Linked DNA regions of Mus musculus: regions 2 and 3 are each linked to region 1. The links are chromatin contacts, called in public promoter capture Hi-C maps. All regions are on one chromosome and are shown on one strand. The core of a region is the stretch at or near the end of the contact, and the rest is flanking DNA. Distances in the headings are between cores, read along the strand shown.

Region 1 (2,700 bases), core at 96-2,595:
TGAAGGTAAAGTTAGTTTGTAGGAGAAAGCACCCATGTTGAAAACGATGTCTAATTGAGTGGCAGACAAAGTGACGAGAATCAGAAAGATTTGACAGAATAGGATATGCCCAACTCTCATGAGGAACGGGAAGCCACTTAAGGGAGAGACAGACAGTGCAGGAGGAGAGAGTACAGCACAGGATACGGTAGAGTTGAGAGAAAGAGTAGAGCAGCAGAGAGGGAGGCGGAGGCAGTTTTACCGGGAGAGCTTTACAGAGACAGGCTGAAGAAAGAACAGGTCAGACACAGGTAAAGATAGAATGAGCAAGAGAATGAGAAGGAGCCAGAAGATTAGAACCAGATTCCTAGAGTTTGAGACCAAACAGAGCAATTCAGAGGCGGAGAGAAAAGCCAGACTGAATCAGTCAGCTGGGGAAAGAAGTCTGAGCCAGAACAGCTGAGTTGAACCAGCCAGCTAGAGTTCAGAAAAAACACGAAAGGGTGAGTTTATTCAGCAGCAAGTCTCAAGGGGCTGAAAACATTCAAGGCCCAGATCAGAATATAAGGAGGCTAGAAGCTTCCAGGACTAGGCCTAGGTTAGCAGATGGAGGCAGTGAGCCTCCCAGACAACTACAACAGGATAAAAGTTACTTTTATATTATAATGATTGTAACATAGGAAATACTCCAGTAGCACCGCCAGCCGTCAAAGAAAGCTCTAGACTCTTGACTTCAGAGGGTTTACATTTTAATCCTTGCTAAGACTCCCTTTAGACAAAGCACCCCAAAACATCTCCTCTCACAGATGTTACACTCAAGCCTGCCAGCCAGCAGCAATGAAAACTCTCAGCCTTGTATTCAACTAGGGTTATACCTACCAAGGCCTAGTATGCTGACTGACCCAGTTGGGGAGATGAGACCACGGAATGAGAGGTCCAACTAATAAACCATAAACCACAAATGCACACCACCACATAGACATTCCTCTTTGCTGAGACCTGGGCTTCCCTTCCCTTCCTGTGCACATCCTGGGTGCCTGAGAAAAGGGGACGCCCCGCCCCACTTTGCCTCTAGCATTTCCACTTGGATCTTCCCGTCCCCACTGCTCCCTCCTCTTGCCGTATTTGGTCTCGTCCGTCTCCAATGCTGCTACCTCCTTCGCAGCCCACTTTCTTACCTAGCGAGGCCAGTAAGGTGAGGCACCTTAGCAGAACAGCCCTAGACCAGGAGCGTCTTTCAGAGCCTTGCCTAGGCAGTTTTCGCTTCTGGTTGGACTGTTAGAGGAACTAGAATTCAAGCGCTACAATTTCACCCATCTTGGAGCGGGCCATTGGCATTTGAATGGCTCGGCCACCGTCGAACTACATTTCCCAACAGCCAGTACGGCCGCAGATCCCGGTCATAAATTGTGGGTGATAGTACACTTGGTGTAGGGCCTTCTGGGGTTTGTAGTTTGAATCGGAAAGCCTGCCCATTGGAGGTTGGTGAATTTGAGAGGCGTAACGTTGTGGGCGGGTCAAGGTGTGGTGCACCCTGGGAGTTGTAGCTCTCAGTTTCTCCAAACATTTAATCAGGCGTAAGGAAGGCTGAGCGTTCAGTGTCAGGGGTGTCTCCAGACATGTCAGACAGCCAGATTGATTTGATACTTAATAAAGATTTTCCTGGCACACCCGTTTCTAATAGTGCCGTCCTTATAAGCCCCAGCCGCTGCTGAGTATCTGCTTTCCTAGACCAAAGAGGAATTGAAATTTTTAGAGCCTCCATCAGTCAGCGTGCTGATCATTAATAGGAACTTAAGTTAATCCGAACTACAACCTATGAAACATAGACAGTAACTCATGTAACCCAGACTTGTCTAAGAACTCACCCTGTACCAGAGGATGTCTTTCCTGCCTCCACCTCCTACAGACTTGCACCATCATAAGATTATTATTATATCTTTTTTTTTTTTTCCTCAAAAGGCAGGATCTTAACATGTATCATTGGCCTAAAACTGACAGAGATCCTTCTCTGGAGTGCGATTAAAGTTGTGCACCACACACCCAGCTCCATTATCCTCATTTTATAAATGAGAAAACGGAACTAGGACTGGTCCACAATTTTCTCCAGGCTGTATTTAGCTACTTTGTTATTCTGATTCCAAAGCCCTCCCATCTATCAGATACTATCAAGGTTACTTGACTCCATTTCTGAGCACAGCATTCTTTCTGTCCTCCAATGGTTGAATATAATATTCTTCTATCATCAGCGTACACGGAAAGGTTGAAACGATTCTGTTTTCAAACAGAGCTCATTGCAAAGAGATAGATCTCTGAATACAGAGTTAATTGGGGAAATGACCAGACATTTAGGGAAATGTGATGTGTTTTTTAATAAGAAGAGACGATGAGGTGGACTGCAGTAAGATATCATGAACACAGGAGCTATCAAAATAGCAGCCCACAACAGGAGGAAGAGGAATGTTGCTAGTGTTGGCTATTCATGCCAACTCAAGGGGCAGGGGAAGGCTTTCAGTGCCTGAACTCTTGTAAAAGTATACTTTGTAAAGGTTATAAACCCTCAAGGCACACAAGTGGCCAGGCTCTGCCCTGCAGATGTCACTAGTGGTTGTACCAGTGTAGCTGGAGAGGGTTCAAGCCCCACCCTACAAGGAAAAAAAAATCCCACCAATCCTTGAGTCCCAGGCCACTCTGGAAATCCCACCCACCCTCTAGAAATCC
Region 2 (2,987 bases), core at 83-2,582, 260 kb after region 1:
AATCTTGATCATCTACTTGATGGGATAATAACTTTGGAATCACCATGGAAACACTCCTCTGGGTGAACCTCTGAAGTTCGCCACCTGGGTTAACTGAAGTGGGAAGACGCACCTTGACTGTGGATGGCACCGACTCATGAGCTGGGGTCCAGAGCTGAGCACAAAGGAGAAAAGGAGGCCCACAGACGCGGCGGGCCTCACATCCCTGCCACCTGCCCTTCCTTGCCTGGCAGACTGTATCCTCAAACTGTGGGCCAAAATAAGCCTTGCCTGCCTTGAGTTGCTCTTGTCACAGCAGTAAGCAAACTACCTACTACAGTCCTTCTGTGGAAAACAGACATAGCAACGGTGTCTGCTTCATTAGGCTGTGACAATAAGAGAAAATGCAGGCTGCTACTCAGGATACCCCACAGGCCCTCTGAGCCTGGCCTGCACCTTACTCACGTTCCTCTGCCCACCCTGAGCCGGTCCTTCCACCAGATAGAATGATCCACTAATGACAAGCTCATGATTCCAGCTCATCTACAATTCCAAAAGTCATGCTCTATGCTCTGCTACTGAACTCAATCAAACTAGTAGATATTTCAAAGTATTCCTTATATTCTGTACATAACTGTACATACTACCAGCTTCAAACTATCCCATTCCCTCACACACTAAATACCTGTGGTAAGATATAACGCCATACATGAGGGTTTTTTTTCCCCCAGAACTGGAGACTTAAAACTACACTAAGCAGTGCACAACCTGGTAATAAGCTAATCCACGTACCCTGGCTGCCATCTTAAGCATCATCTGGCATCTGACGATTTGAGCTCTTGAATATTCAGATATTCTCAGCTAGTTTCCAAGTCCTCTGGATAAAGATGTCGTCTAAACATACTATTTAGGCCACATGGGTTGGGTATATTTAGCCCAGCTTTAAAGAGCCTAGTGTGTTTAAGCCACGACAACAACCACAGATAATATTTTCCCCTAAGGAAGCATAGCCAGTAGGCTCTAAGACCTGACATTGGCGCTTGAAGAGGAAGGGCGAGAGCTGCTTCAGCGCTTGATAAGCACACTCCTAGCGAGTGAATCTGCGAGAGGGAAGAAAGCCAAGGACAAGTCCTGTCACTTGACACATTTAAATTTGGAAGGATCAAATACACAGGTCCTTCCCCCAGAGCCATCTTGCTGGAGTCCCCACTGGCCTACAGGACCCAGTGTTTCTGCTGCACCCCTGTATCTCAAAGAAGTGTCTCTTGGTGACCAATCTACGCTGCCTCCCACCACCTTAGAGAAAATCTCTCTTGGGTGAAAGTGCAGACACTTGCTTCATACCTTGAATAGTGTCCTCTTTGGAAACTTCAGTTTCATCATCGTCATTTAGGCAATAAACAGTCTCTTTTTGTATATCTTCCTTCTTTAGCGTTCTTGCGTCCACAACTACCCAACTCTTCTTAAATTTCTCCTGTACAATCTATTATCAAAAGATAGATAGAAAATGAGGAGAGACAAGATACTGACCAAAGAAAATGGAAATCTGACAGACTCTCTGAACAACTATTCTACCTACAGTATTAAGCCTCTTCTCTCCTTTTATTAAATTTTGGTTTATTTCAAATGGGAATGCCTTATAGCTGTTTCTACATTCCCCTTTTCTCCTTTGGTAGGCTATAGGCACAAACTGATTTCTGAATACACATATACTTTCTATAGAAAACTCTCAAATTGACTAATAAAGAGGGAGAATACATTTTGCCATCATCAAAGAGAGGAAGAAGCCAACAAAGGAAACTGTGAGAGTATATTTTCATCCCTAGGCATGCTCTTTTGGCCTTGACAGAAACCAAAATAACTCAAAATTACCTCTATGGTTCTCATCATGTACTTGGGAATTAAGTTCTTAAACATTCAAAAATATCTGTATATTTATTTCTCAGATTTAGTTATACTTTCAGCATAAAGGGGGGGACAAGGAAGCTCATGTTGAAGCTTAGATCAGATTTTAACTGCAGAAGGCAACTGACTTTGGAAAGTGAACTTTGATGCGCAAATGCACATGAGTACTGACACACAACCTGACGCTAATAAGCCAATGTTTTTGACATCTTATAGATGCTATTACTACTGGACCCGTAACTACTGAACTAGGTATGACCATATCTCCACAGCTCTACACATAACTCTAGTGTATTATTGACATCCCCACTATGACACACAAAGACAAACTAATCCATCACAGTTTCTTTCCCCTAAAAGGAAAAGACACCAAGGCCTGAATTCTTGAGGAAGAGGGACTGCAGCCATATTATAAACAGTTGTTAAAGCCTCTGCCCGCATGCCTTTTAGATGAAAAGCTATACAGAGATTAAATCAAAAGGGAGAGCAGTAAGAGAGGCAGTAATTATACTCTGAATAGCTCGCACATGAATTGTCAGCTTCTTACATAAGCATATTTATCTGCCTGGGAACACGGCTTTAAAAAAAAGCACTTTACTACCTACCGATTTATAGGCTACAATCTTTATAGACAAGTTGGGGCCAATGGTCAGTTGGCAGGGCCAGGGCATGGAACGCCTCTCAATCTTCTTAAAGACGCACAGTTGTCGTAGACTCTCACTTAATAAAGAAAAACACATAATGAAAGACAATTTTCCAATGTTAATTTAGAGGAGATGGTCTCCTTATTTTACTAGAATCAGACGTGTGTTGTTGTTGATTATAAAGACAGAAAGAGCAGCAGGCGGTAGGAAAATGAGAACCACAGCTGGGAAGGAGCCAGAGACAGGTGAGCTGGCTTGGGAGGGAGAACTCCAGTCACTGTCCTGACAGGGAAAGGGACTGCTGGGCCCTCCTCTAGTAGATCGTTTCTTTCCGCTATACCAAAGATTCTTAACATTTACGCTGGACCAAGGACACCACTGAGGAGATGACAAAACCACATTCATCAATGAGCTGGCACACAATGGAAGGCGCTCAGCACCTCCCAGAAAACAAGAGGA
Region 3 (2,834 bases), core at 333-2,832, 280 kb before region 1:
GCTTCATGAGTCTCCTCTGCCCGACTCAAACATCCTTCCCTGTGATGGAGGATGGTAGAAAGCCCAGGACAACTCAGGCCCGGATCTTCACGACTGTTGTCATTTGCCAGCCTGATTTTGATCCAAGAGAAGCATCTCATTGCCCACTGGCTTCTTCAACAAAGAGGTGCTTAACAAAAGGCTCAGGACTGTCTTTGAAGACTGAAGATAACCTTCCAGGAGAGGAGACTCGGACATTGGTACAGGAGGCCCCTTTTGGCGGGGGACACAGCTCTTTGCGCTCTCTTGATGGCATGGCATAGTAGAGGCCCCCTCCAACCCGGAACATGGAGCAACACAAAGGGAGAGCAAAGAAACTGACGTGCGTCGACTCATAGGACATGGGTGGCTGCGGGCACAGAAAGGGATGCCTCCTGTTGCCTGGACAGGACAGTTGGCTGGGAAGGAAAGAGAAAATTGATCTTCATAAGACAAAGGGCCTGATGGGATGGCAATAGAAGGACTTACCAGACCTGCAGGGTCAGTATACCCATCACCCCGCACAACATCCCCAACCCCCAACTCAAACTTCAATATATCTTAGGCCAGTATCCTAGACCTAAGTCTCTCCTTTCTGCCATTATTTCTCCGCATCTTGAGCAGTCATCTGACTGAGATTTGCCAAGTGGATACTGGGGTACCACTGCCCCCCAAGAAAAGACTGAGCCAGGAACTGCCTACTCGCTCCCCCTCCCGAGCCTGGAGCTAACTCCTGTGAGGGGTGCTCTCTTCACCCCACAACTTACTAGACCTTGAGTGAGCCTCTGTCCCTTATGTGGGCTCTTCGCTGTGAGCCACAGATGGAGGTCATTGTATAGACAGTTAGCCTTCCCCAGGTCAGCCTACCTCCCCCAAACTTGTGAGTCTCCCCGCTGCTCATATGGAGAGGCATGTCTAAGACAGCAAGTCTTCTAGAGGAAGCTTGCCTTTAACAGACAGATGGAACTAAACCTTCCAAATGGGAGATCTGGCTGAACCCAGGATACAGAGACCATGGACATGGATGGGGTCATCAAGAGAAGAGGGATGTCCTTCTCCAGGTTAGGGAGAGAGAAGGCAAGTTTGCAACGATCCCATCATGCCCTGAGCAAGAAGCTTTTGGCCCAGGCTAGCCTTTAACTCCATTAGAGGCCTCTCTGTTGGGTTTATCCACAGCAGTAGGCCCAAGTATGGCCTGTCCCCACCTCTACTATCCCGTGGAAGGTTTCTTCCCACCCCTTTTTGACAAATGCCTCACTCGAGCAGTGGAAAGATAGCTCTCTTCCCCCTCTACTGCCAGGTAACAAAGAGACCTAACCAGGACCTATTCTCCACCCCAGCCAGTCTTGACCAGCCAGAACAAAGCAGGGAACCTGGAGAATAAAAGACTCTACGTTCCTCTGACAAAGACTCTACGTTTCTCTGACGGCCAGGCCTAAACAGACAAGGCTTGGGAACATCTGCCCCACAGGATACGGAGGAGGTCAGCTGTGCTCACTCCTCTTCTCCTTCCAAGACCCTCTTCCGACCATGACTTATCTCCATGGTAACATCCTCACCATCATTCTCCCACTACCAAGGGTTGCCATGGCAACCTCCCAACCACCTGCCCATCCCAGGCAGGGCAGCTGTCCTTCTGCTCAGAACCCTAGAGGACTCTAGGTGAAATTTTACAGCTTAAGAGAGGAGTGAGCCAAGGAGAAGAGACCCTGTAGTCCTCTGGCTTTCAAGAGAAAGAAGGCTATGATTTAAAACACAGTAGAAGGGAAAGAGGTCTCGTCGACCTCTCCCGGGGAGCTTAGGGGTTGTACTGTCTTTATTTTTTAAACCACTAAAGTGCAATGTTTCCTGCACTCTTGTTACCCCGCCTCTCTTCCCTGTTAGGTTTTCATTTCCTTGAGCAGACTTTCTTGGTTTTTTAATGGAGTATAGACTTTCACCACTTCACAGACTCTGGCCTCCTCTCCAAGTCTCTCTGGATGGGGAAAAGGAAGGTAGAGGGTCAGAGGGGAAGGGGTCCCTCGTCACCCCGCATCCATTCACCCCCACTTCTCTGGTCCCTAGTCACCGGCTTCAGCCCCCATCTCCGACACCATCACTGTCACACAGTAGCCTGTCACACGGATAGTACAGTTCAGACAAGACTCCTTCAGATTCCGAGACGCCTACCGGTTGTTTTTGGTTTTTGTTTTGTTTTCTTTTGTTTGTTTGTTTGTTTTTTACAACAGCAATAACCACATCACATATTACTGTAGCTCTCTATAGTGTTACGTTCAGACACCGTAGCTCTGTCCTCTCTTATTTTGTTGGTTTTGACTTAAAAAAAAATACTTATGCTTTTTACTGGTGAAACAGATTGAAAAAAAAATTGAACAACAAACCAGTTTGTGAAAAAAAAAAAATGGGAAAAAAAATCACCCCGATGTGGAAGAGCTCGGCTCCTCTTTAGCATTTTGTACTTAAGGAAATAAAAAAGAAAAACCTGGAAGATCTCACATTTTATTACAAAGTGAAGATTTCTGTATTCTATTTATTCAACTTATAATTTATGTTACTCCTTGATCTTTGTCTTTTGTCGTGACAAAGCATTTATTTAATAAAAGTGTGCATTCAGCTAGCTTGCATCGCCTTCCTCCTGGGGCAGAGGGCTCTGTGAGCACCCAGGCTGCCAACAGGAGGGGAAGGAGAGAGGATCCAAACCGGAGTGTGTCCTCCAGGGGGTCCCAGAATGGAGGAAGGCCACCAGCATCCCCCAACTCCACAGATTCTTCACCCATTCCAAGCCACCGCCTCTTTGAGCTCTCTGTATCCCCACA

The links. Promoter capture Hi-C pulls out the DNA fragments that hold promoters and counts their contacts.
Region 2: a contact with region 1 is called in a promoter capture Hi-C map of neutrophils. The contact joins the enhancer-like site here to the promoter of Smarcal1 in region 1. A contact is called at or near these places in 10 of 39 promoter capture datasets (the C10 cell line, the HPC-7 cell line, cranial neural crest and 7 more), 3 of 15 datasets of contacts at CTCF or cohesin (the NIH/3T3 cell line, large pre-B cells and pro-B cells), 102 of 484 Hi-C or Micro-C datasets (the 63-12 cell line, the AML12 cell line, the AtT-20 cell line and 70 more) and 31 of 115 datasets of contacts at active chromatin or transcription factors (the 230-238 cell line, the HPC-7 cell line, the NIH/3T3 cell line and 19 more).
Region 3: a promoter capture Hi-C map of hippocampal neurons shows a contact between it and region 1, with 3 times the contacts expected there. The contact joins the enhancer-like site here to the promoter of Smarcal1 in region 1. A contact is called at or near these places in 12 of 39 promoter capture datasets (the 3T3-L1 cell line, 3T3-L1-derived adipocytes, the C10 cell line and 7 more), 14 of 484 Hi-C or Micro-C datasets (the G1E-ER4 cell line, embryonic stem cells, hematopoietic stem and progenitor cells and 4 more) and 5 of 115 datasets of contacts at active chromatin or transcription factors (astrocytes, embryonic stem cells and large pre-B cells).

The regions. Positions count from the first base shown.
Region 1 is chr1:72,581,896-72,584,595 of GRCm38.p6, reverse strand. It overlaps Smarcal1 (SWI/SNF related matrix associated, actin dependent regulator of chromatin, subfamily a-like 1), which reads right to left and starts at 1,345. Exons shown (of 17, transcript NM_018817.2): 1 at 1,158-1,345.
Region 2 is chr1:72,324,691-72,327,677 of GRCm38.p6, reverse strand. It overlaps Xrcc5 (X-ray repair complementing defective repair in Chinese hamster cells 5), which reads right to left. Exons shown (of 21, transcript NM_009533.2): 7 at 2,490-2,604; 8 at 1,324-1,462. Among named protein-coding and RNA genes, the nearest start is that of Xrcc5, 19 kb to the right of the region's middle. Within about 2 kb of position 1,332, at least 15 of the 459 cell types and tissues checked have an H3K27ac peak or open chromatin away from gene starts, as enhancers often do. A contact at or near this core is called in ECoMG-derived neutrophils, hematopoietic stem and progenitor cells, myeloid progenitors and 1 more, where this site is marked.
Region 3 is chr1:72,857,734-72,860,567 of GRCm38.p6, reverse strand. Igfbp5 (insulin-like growth factor binding protein 5) reads left to right here. Exons shown (of 4, transcript NM_010518.2): 4 at 1-2,503. Among named protein-coding and RNA genes, the nearest start is that of Igfbp5, 16 kb to the left of the region's middle. Within about 2 kb of position 1,582, at least 22 of the 459 cell types and tissues checked have an H3K27ac peak or open chromatin away from gene starts, as enhancers often do. A contact at or near this core is called in hippocampal neurons and neural stem cells, where this site is marked.